Regions from separate parts of the Gasterosteus aculeatus genome. Here region 2 is linked to region 1. A link is a contact called in public Hi-C data. All regions are on one chromosome and are shown on one strand. Each heading gives the region's core, a stretch centred on a gene start, on an enhancer-like site or on the middle of the called end of the contact. The rest is flanking DNA. Distances are from core to core; before and after follow the strand shown. Region 1 overlaps cald1a (caldesmon 1a). Region 2 holds the start of cald1a (caldesmon 1a).

Evidence for each region. Hi-C and Micro-C count contacts between places; a contact is called where the count stands out from the background.
Region 2: a contact with region 1 is called in a Hi-C map of tail fin, with 5 times the contacts expected there. The contact joins the promoter of cald1a here to the enhancer-like site in region 1. A contact is called at or near these places in 4 of 6 Hi-C or Micro-C datasets (skeletal muscle, tail fin and whole body).

Annotation. Positions count from the first base shown.
Region 1 is chr4:27,925,363-27,929,894 of fGasAcu3.hap1.1, forward strand. cald1a (caldesmon 1a) reads right to left here. Exons shown (of 15, transcript XR_013467489.1): 7 at 4,378-4,515; 8 at 1,704-1,747; 9 at 1,460-1,535; 10 at 773-913; 11 at 561-656. Among protein-coding and RNA genes, the nearest start is that of LOC120817763, 9.7 kb to the left of the region's middle. Within about 2 kb of position 2,504, at least 2 of the 9 cell types and tissues checked have open chromatin away from gene starts, as enhancers often do.
Region 2 is chr4:27,963,096-27,967,627 of fGasAcu3.hap1.1, forward strand. cald1a (caldesmon 1a) reads right to left here and starts at 2,007. Exons shown (of 15, transcript XR_013467489.1): 1 at 1,867-2,007.

The DNA.
Region 1 (4,532 bases), core at 1,254-3,753:
ACTTCTTCAGGACTATTTTGACCAGATTTGTCTTTTCGGGTATTATGTATGCGCTATATGTAAACAATATCACCTACCACTCAACAATAGCAAAAGGCAGTTGGCAGATGTTTTTCCTTTTCCGGAGGATGCTTGACCTCATATTTTGCATAAGGATGAGCTAACAGCTGCAGACCAAAGTAGCATGACACTATCTGTAGGAGAAAAACAAGCTTCTGCTTCCTTTTTCTTGGCTAATAGAGTCCCGCCCGAAAAAAAAGAAAAAGAAGTTGGAGAAGAGAATACTCTTTTTCCTTCGGCCGCGGCATAACTCGCTCATCACTGAACAAATAGTTGTAGTTATTTCTTTCATGGCTCAGACATGAGATCCTGAGATTAAAGAGAGAAAGTCAATACATAATGCAGAAATCTACACATATCCAAAAGGACCGTATTGCAGGTCAATTTAAACCAATTTAAAACCGCTGCATCTGCTCTGTAGTCGTAGGACTCTGACCTGTACAGTACATTTACTGTACTTCCTAGCAGCAGTGACGGGGGTTGCTATGGTGACGACCTACCGCTGGCCTTCCTCCCAACGCTTTGCCGCTCTCCGGGGTTTTATTCAGCCAGTCGTTAATGCGACCCGCCACGCCTGTCTTCATCACAGCTGCTTCCTGTTTGGATAAGGTCAAAGGTCAGCAGAGCCCGGTGGTCATCAGCAACAGGAAAGCAGGAAGTGCCAGTGAATTGGTCTCTCCAATCACATCCTATCATCCGCCTCTTCTCTTACCTTAAACGGGATCCCGCCACTTCCCGGTGTGCCGAACACGTTGCCTCTCTCCCACATGGTCTTGATGTTACGGATGCTGTCTGTAACCACGGGAAGATCTGCTGCTCCAGAACGAGGGGATCGAGATTCCTTGTTCTCTCTCTGCTGGTACAGAGTGGTAGGATTATACTGGTGAATGGCAGAGATGGCAGTTCTGATCAAAGCGCACTACCCGGACTTTAAAAAACAGCAACGACTGTGCAGGTGATAAAACCTTTAGGCCCAGAAAAGTAGCCAGAATCATATATTTTTTGCATACAAAGAGTGGAAACCGATCAGGAAATACAGCTATAAGTAAGTAAGTCAAGTCAATATTCAGATAGTTTAATTGGCTGCCTATTTGGATAAAGCACAAAATATGACAAAACAAACCTTTTATTAGGATAAATTAGGCTGGGTTTTTTTCTGGTATTTGTCACCTATTTGAAATGTGCATACATTGCATAGTTTTCCATCGGTTTTGTTTATGTTTTCCTTCAAGAAGTATTATAATATTTTGGATGTTTGCTGTGCCTCGTAATCCTACTTTTGCACGACAAAAATAAAAACTTTGTGTCGTACATCATAAACGTGGAATCCACAATACTGCCTCAATCCTCCAACATTTTTGCGATTTTATGACCTTCCTGGATGGGTGGAAAAGCTGACCTGAGCAGCGGAGGTGTACTGCTCCAGCCTGTTGTCGATCTTGGACACCACAGGAGAATGAGCCGCCTTCAGTGTGCTGCTGGGCAGAAGCAAACGGTTAGTGTACACAACATGGAACCACTTAGGATATTATACACACGGGGGTCAACCATCCTCAGTGCCTGGAGAAAAATACATTTGCAACCCCAATGGGGAATTAAACCCTAAGTTTAAAGCTTTGTTAGTGGGAACATGATTATTGTACCTCTTCTGTGCTGACTTGTTGAGAAACTCTGCCCTTTCCCCAATCTGTTGAGAGAGGTGATGGTAGCTCTAGGTTAATAAAGATTGCACACAGATAGAAGACATTTTCATTTTAAAACTAAAGCCAATAAACAAAACAAAAATAACAAAACATTTTCAATGCTGAAATGAGTAGTTTCAGTGTAAAAAAGTCCTGACTGTTTATAAGTCAACATGTAGACACATAATGTCCTTAGATGGTTAATAACTGCCAACAAGTCTTTTAAAAATGTGAACTCAGTTTTTTTTATATGCTAAACTGGATTCTTCTGACTAGCAACACACAATGTAAGTGATCATTCCCTTCATAGGCCAAATTACGTGAAAGACATGCACAAAAACTCTCACACGTTTTTTTTCTCGGCTACGTGCTGTCGGACTGTGGGAGTCTCAGAGGATTGTTTATGGTATTCTTAAAAAAGGCAACGCACAGTTCCTTAGGCCCTTGCAGAAAAAACAAAAAAAACAGACAAAAGACAAAACTGCAGAGAAAGCTTCCCCCTTTCTCCCCCCTCTCCCTGTGAAAAGGGATCTTGCGCTCGGCTGCAACCGAATGTGGGAGTTCCAGAAATACTCCCGACAGGAAATTCCCCATTCTCAGACGCGTTTTAAAGAGCCGTAGCCATCCGAACGCAGTTACAGTAATCCTGTTAACCCTAATCGCTTCCCTGCATCCCAGCAGCCTGTCCTTCATTCTGTCGCCCTGTCCTTCGCTCACAGGGAACACTGAGCTTTATCTCCAGTGCGGAGCGGGGTTATGCTGGTCCACTGCTGATAGCATGTGGGCGAGCGCCTGGTGACTGTGCGTTCCACCGGGAGGTGGTCCCTGGCGTCCCACTGTTGCTCATGGTTTATCGTACCAGGAGCCCCACCGTGAGAGTAGTTGGGCGTAAAAACACAACAACAGAAATTCTGAACGGCATGCATGCATTTTGCAAACGAACCTGTGCAACGAACTGTGGTAATTCAGTGTCGCGTAAACAAAACCGATAGGATTGCACTGCAAAGGAACAATTCATATAAACAGCACACGGGGCAGTGCATGACGAGTTAAACTGCCGAAAAAAAACACCCTCCACACACACACACACACACACACACTCAGCTGTACCTACAGTGAACATCACCACAAAGTAAAGTTGCGTCTGGGAAGAGTGCAACATGGAAGAAAATTAGTTAAAAATGATTTACAAAACTGACCTCAAACACGGTAAATCGATTCCGGTACATCAGAGCTGCCACTAATGTGTGCAGACATGTGTTCACTGACCCATTAACGGTTTACTAAAATCCTGTTTGTATGGAAAAAGTAACTTTATTAATGTACTTGAAATGTCCAAGTCGCACATGCTGGCATTTCACTAGTGTGCCAGTGCAAAATACACATTTGTAGATACTTGTCCTCGCATATTATAGCTATAAAATCTCCAGATGTACCTGCCTGATCCTTACTGCACATGAGCAGCGATCAAAAGAAATGAGAAAGAAGATGGCTCACTCGTTAACTTGCATCATCGATTGTGAACAGCGTTTGTTTGTTTATTTCAAGAGCTGATAATCAAATAGAGACGTGGGCAAATCGAGAGCGGCCTCGCCTCCATCTAATTTCTGGTGAGAGCTGCACGATGAGGAGCGACTCGCGTTGCTGTTGTCGGTGTGTAGTTTAAATTCACTGAACCACTTACTCCCCAATAACCAATCCAGCATTTTAGGCCGGGAGGACATTCTGATCCTGCAGTTGGTATGGGAACAAACCTACTGGTCAGTTACCACAAATGGAGAATGTCAAATTTAAAATAATCACCCGACAATGTGGAGTTTTTTTTTTTTTTTTAAACAGTAGCCTTTATGCATTCACGTTTTAACTCCAACAAAGTTTCAAACCAATTCACCGTTGAGAAATATCCAGTAAACAGTTTTGACCTTGACAATTTATAGAGGTTGCAGAAAGTAGGACTAACTTCTGCAGCATTTAACTCTGGCACTTTTTCAGCCCCGATTCTGGAGTCTCACCAGGACGGGCCAGATGGAGATCACGGCTCACTGTCACTAATTAGATTTTCTCCACTAGCTGAAATTTCCCCTCGAGTTTCAGCGTGTGGGAGTTGACTTTTGGCAACACTGGAAACATTTATACACATTTGAGTTGATTAAACGTTCCTTCGCAGTGACAAACATTTATCTTGGGGCGAGGTTGGGAGGGCCAGGCGCTAGATTTGATTCAGGCTGCTTTTTCTCTTGCAGCGTGTCTCGTGACAAACTGTTTTACATGTCAGCAGAATTTCAATGTGAACAGCAAAGTGAAATACAGAAAAAAAAAAGTACTTTTTTTTTCCCCCACCGTTCTCCCCTAATTCATTGAGGCTCTTTTTTATTTCTCAACACCCCCATCTCGGTCAAATAACACTTCATGCGGAGAGCTTAAAGAGGTGAGAAGGGCAGGAGCGGGTCATATGGCACTTAATCTTAAAAGGACCCACTGTTTTATGAATGAAATCCATGTGCAATATGGCAGCATAACAATAAGTATGAACAATGTGGGTTTAAAAAACAGCCAATTGGCAAATGATACTGCACTGACTATTATCCCGTTGAACGCAGAGAAGAGGTTGGAGGTCAAAGGACAGAGGACCAACCTTCAACGAGGAGCCTCTGGGACTGACACACTTGAAGGGTCTTCCCTCCCCGTCCATGGTGTCCTCCACCTTCTGCCTCTTCTCAGCTGCCTCCGCTCTCCTTCTTTCAATCTCCTCCTTCATCTTCCTCTTCTCCTCCTGGGACAAAAAGACAG
Region 2 (4,532 bases), core at 757-3,256, 37 kb after region 1:
CGGGAATAGCTGTGTAAGAGCATATATGCTTGTGAACATGCATTCAGAAAGTGCAAGAAAAAAAAAAAAAGTGTAGTCATTCTGTGTAGTTTGTAAGGCAGTATGTAGGAAGTAACCACAGTCAACTTTCACTATGTGCTGAGATTGAGAAAGTGTGTGAGAAGTGGTTAGCAAACAAACAGAGACGTCATAATAAAAGTAGTTGACGTAGTAATGGATACATGGTTCAAATAGATGGCAGTATTGGAGATAAGCTTTAAAGTATTTCACAGAGCTAAAAGCCCTTAAAAAAAAAAACAGATGAAAGGGATCGCACAATACAATGAAAAAACTGCTGGAATAGTTAGCGGAGGTTAATGGTTAAAACTGTTCAAATAAAGTAATGGATAAATGCGTAAATATAAATATTGAGATTCTACGTAGTATGAATGTACACGAGTCCAATGCAATTCAAACTTGAATAAAAACAAAAGTTGAATTGCACAAGTGTTTCATCCACTCTTTTATATTACTGAGTGTTACATGAAATCATTCAAATGCACTCGACAGGTAGCACATCTCTGAGGGGTACCTCAGATGATCGGACAGGGCTGAGGAGGTATATTAGTGGAAAGAATGTTGGGACCCGATGTACTAGCAGACTGTTATGCATTGCATTCCAGAGGCTATTCCAATCACCTGTCACCAGGTCGGGCCTGCTCCTTATAAGGAGCGGAGGGGCATTCTCCATGTGTTTTCCAAACACTGCACAACCTATCCGATCACAGTAATTGTCCAGTTTTGTGGACAGTCCCTATGAGGTCTGTGGCCCAAAAGCATTTGAAAAAAAAAATGAAAGGACACACGCACACACACACACACACACACCGATGCAGCCTGCGCAGCTCCCTCCCTCCGCCCTCTCCCATTTTCCATGCTTCCATCCCACAGATACGATGTAATAAAGCCGACATCAAAAGACTTGCTGGCCAACTCAAGCACAATGAGGGTTGAGTAGAGCCTTTCGCCCCAGGGTTGGTGGGATTGTAAAAGAATGGGATACCACAAAACCATGAGAGGTGGATTCATCTGTGAGGGCCTTCTGCAAAACTGCCCTGAGGCGTTTGTCCGCAGGAGATGCTGGACGCGCTGACGCCCATAGACGACCGTCATTATGTAAATCTCAGCTTGGTTCTTTTGGTCAAACTTGACCGTTGAGGGGCTTAGTGGCCTGATGACCAGCCGTACAGGGGTCCATCCTCGCCCAATGGCAACTTTGTACACCGTCCATCCACATGTTGCATTCTCAACAACAGGTCTACCCGGGTTCTGCACACTTGGGTCAAACTCTCTATTTGGATTTGGTAAAAAAAAAAAAAAAGACAACTAGGAATATGTGACGTCAACGTCCAACAAATGAGGCGATGAGAAATTTTAGCTTGAGACCCTCCCCCGCCCCCATGGAGCTGAACACGCACTACAGAAGTGGACATATCTGCATTTCTTTGTGTTGTCCCGCGGACGAAACATAAAATGCGTTCACATGACCGCCTCGCTGCTCGGGCCGCACAGACGTGCAGGATGGCCCACAGTCATGCGTTTGCTTTGCCTTTGGTGAAGTGCTGTGGCACTAAAGAGGGAGCGGCTCACAGCCAGGATGTTCTTTAAAAAAGAAAAGAAAGAAAGAAGAAAGAAAGAAATTAAGGAAAAAGTACACGCGGCAGGCGGTTGCGCACAGATTGAGACCCATAATGTGATATCTCCCATCGTCTTATGAGGCTTTTTCATTCGCGAGCGCATCAGCACGGCATTCCCGTTGTCCCTGATTGCGTCTATGAGAATAGGAGCGTAAAGTTTGCGCGCAGTTTTTGTTGTTGTTGCGCTTACCTGCGGATATTAACGGGACAAAGTAGAGCTCTGGAGTCGAGTGTGAGGAGATTGAGAGGGAGCCGGTCTGCAGTCGCTCCTCCGCTACACTCGATGAGAGAAACTAAAGTGGAGACCAGCGTGTAAGCCCCGCCCTTTAAACTGGATACCCGTACAAGCCCCGCCCTTAAAGACAGAGCCGCACATCTACTCGAGTTGTCCTCTTCCGTCTGTCCTCTGAAACGTGTAAACTACGCCTCAAGACTGCTCACAAAGAGTCCACAAAGTCTGCACCCACTGCTATACTTTTCATACAAAAGATTCTGATAACACTTTCCTTAACTATTGAGCACCGGATGCTGTGTGTGTCTTAACTATTGAGACACATGTATAAGTATCCATCTGAAATTCTCACGCATGCACATATGAAAAGGTTGTATAAATATTGTTCAACACTTATACATGCATAACTGAATCTCATGTAAAAAGTTTAGATACATATGCAAGTGTTTCACATATATTTGTGTAGAAGTTTTATGTGTATGTATACGTTTTTCAGTTATATGTATGTATGCTCCTACATGAGGATGTGCAAGCGTTTCACATGTGTTCATACGAGTAATCTCACAGGTGAATGTAAGAGCATCTCACTAATGTGTATACATGAAATCTCACTAGCATACGGAAGGTATCTCAGTTACACCGGAAGGCGGAAGCGTGCAGGTTTTGAACAGCGAAAAGCGACAATCTTACACCCTTCCTTAATATACTTTTAAGACCGGACTTGTAAATTTGTTTGCTTCGTAACGAAGGCTGCGGTCCTGTAACGAAGGCTGCGGCCCGTTTGTCAACAGCGGTCGGTTTGTCAGCCGCCTCGTAGGCTGTATCCAGGCGTTGTATCCATGTAAGCATTTCATATGTGTGTGTGTGTGTGTATATGACACAGAAGTATATGTGTGTGCATGTGTGTTTCTCATATGTATGTGTAAGTGTTTCAGACAAGTATGTATAATGTTTTCTACATGCACGTGCATAGGTTTACAGAGTAGGTATGTATGTATGTATGTATGTGTGTCTCAGTAGTTTGTGTGAAAGCATTTCAATAGCGAACGTAAGAGTGTCTTATTAGCACGTGTAAGAGTGTCTCAGTAGTGAGTTGCGAGAGCGTCTCAATAGTTAAGTCCTAACAGGCCCCTCGTAGCATTCACAGTTATTAAACGTTTTAATTGTGTTGCCAAAACCCCCTAATAAAAAATACAGAAGATGTCATGCATCAAGCACCAGGAATATTGATACAAGTGTGGAGTCATGTTTGGTTCTCCAAATGCAACCCTGCTATTTGTGACCTTTAAGTTTAGTAAGGCTGCATAGAGGTTGGAGGTGACAAACACAAAAGCTGCAGTGTTCTACTTTCTAACATGAAACAGCATCATTGGGACACTGCCCCGCTTTGTCTTCCTCTTTAAAACAATAATGCTCACAACAAAGAATGAACTCACTGGAAGTGCACCGGGCCACTGGTGCAGAAATGTGCACCGCATGCATTGCTGTTTTTTTCCATGTGTTTCTTAGAGATGAATTGAAATAAATGAAGTCCGTTGATTGTGTGCAAATGCAAGTGTGTGAGACAGAATGAGAGCGAGAGGAAGGACAAAGACAGAGTGGAGTTGTAGTTACAGGACCGTCCTCATCTTAAATCCGTTGAAAAATGAAGTATTTAAAGATAAACCTGTCATACTTTATCTTGCACGTTTCTGTCAGACTTGCCGTCCAGTTGGCCCAAAACATATTGGCCCCGAAAACTGCATAACCCTCATACAAAGTCACTTCATGTAATCATTTGATTGCCAAAAACGATGCTCTGACCGTGGCATGTTTATAGTTGGTGCAGTGCCCTTTTACTCAATTCAAACTTGCTATATTTACATCACGATCGTCGATGTTTCCCAGCTACACTCTTTGCTTACTGTATGCTCGGCTATTGGACAAAAACAAGCCTCACTGCAACAAAATGGACACCAAATGCGTCTTTACTCGAAGAACCACTAAGGGTAGCAATGAACATGTAGATAACTGTGGATGGGTTTGTGCCAAAGAGAGGACATCATTGCCTTTGGCTGTTTTGCGTTCTGTGAGCAGCTGCTATTAAAGGATGCACAGATCTTTGGAGCCTCTGGCCAGACAGATCCCCACTGCAAAATCTACCTGACATATACCTTCACAATGTTACATCAGATGAAGAACCTCAGAACCAATTATAAAGGATTTAAGAAAACCTTTGACATTTTCCCATTTCATCACATTGTTTTAAATCAGATGAAAGACTGTGTTGCCATCTCGTTCGAAAGTTGATTTAGAGGGGAGGATGGGATTTGCCTTCAAACATGCATTCGGCTGTATAAAAGTGTTGGAGTTGATGATGAAAGTGTTAGATGTTATTATGCAACTACATCATCATTGCTTAGTGAATTATTAGTTTCCTTCACAACACGAAAAACAAGAACTTTTAGGAACACTGCTGCTTAAAATAAAAATAGGGTCTCTTTGTTCAAGCATAAGAACATGTTAGACATCAATTTAAAAGGGATTGGAATATTCTGCAGTATTTCTCAGATTGTGTTTATGCCTCAGGGATGATTGGTATCTAGGGTGTCTCAACTGGGGCACTTACATGCCAAATACCTGCA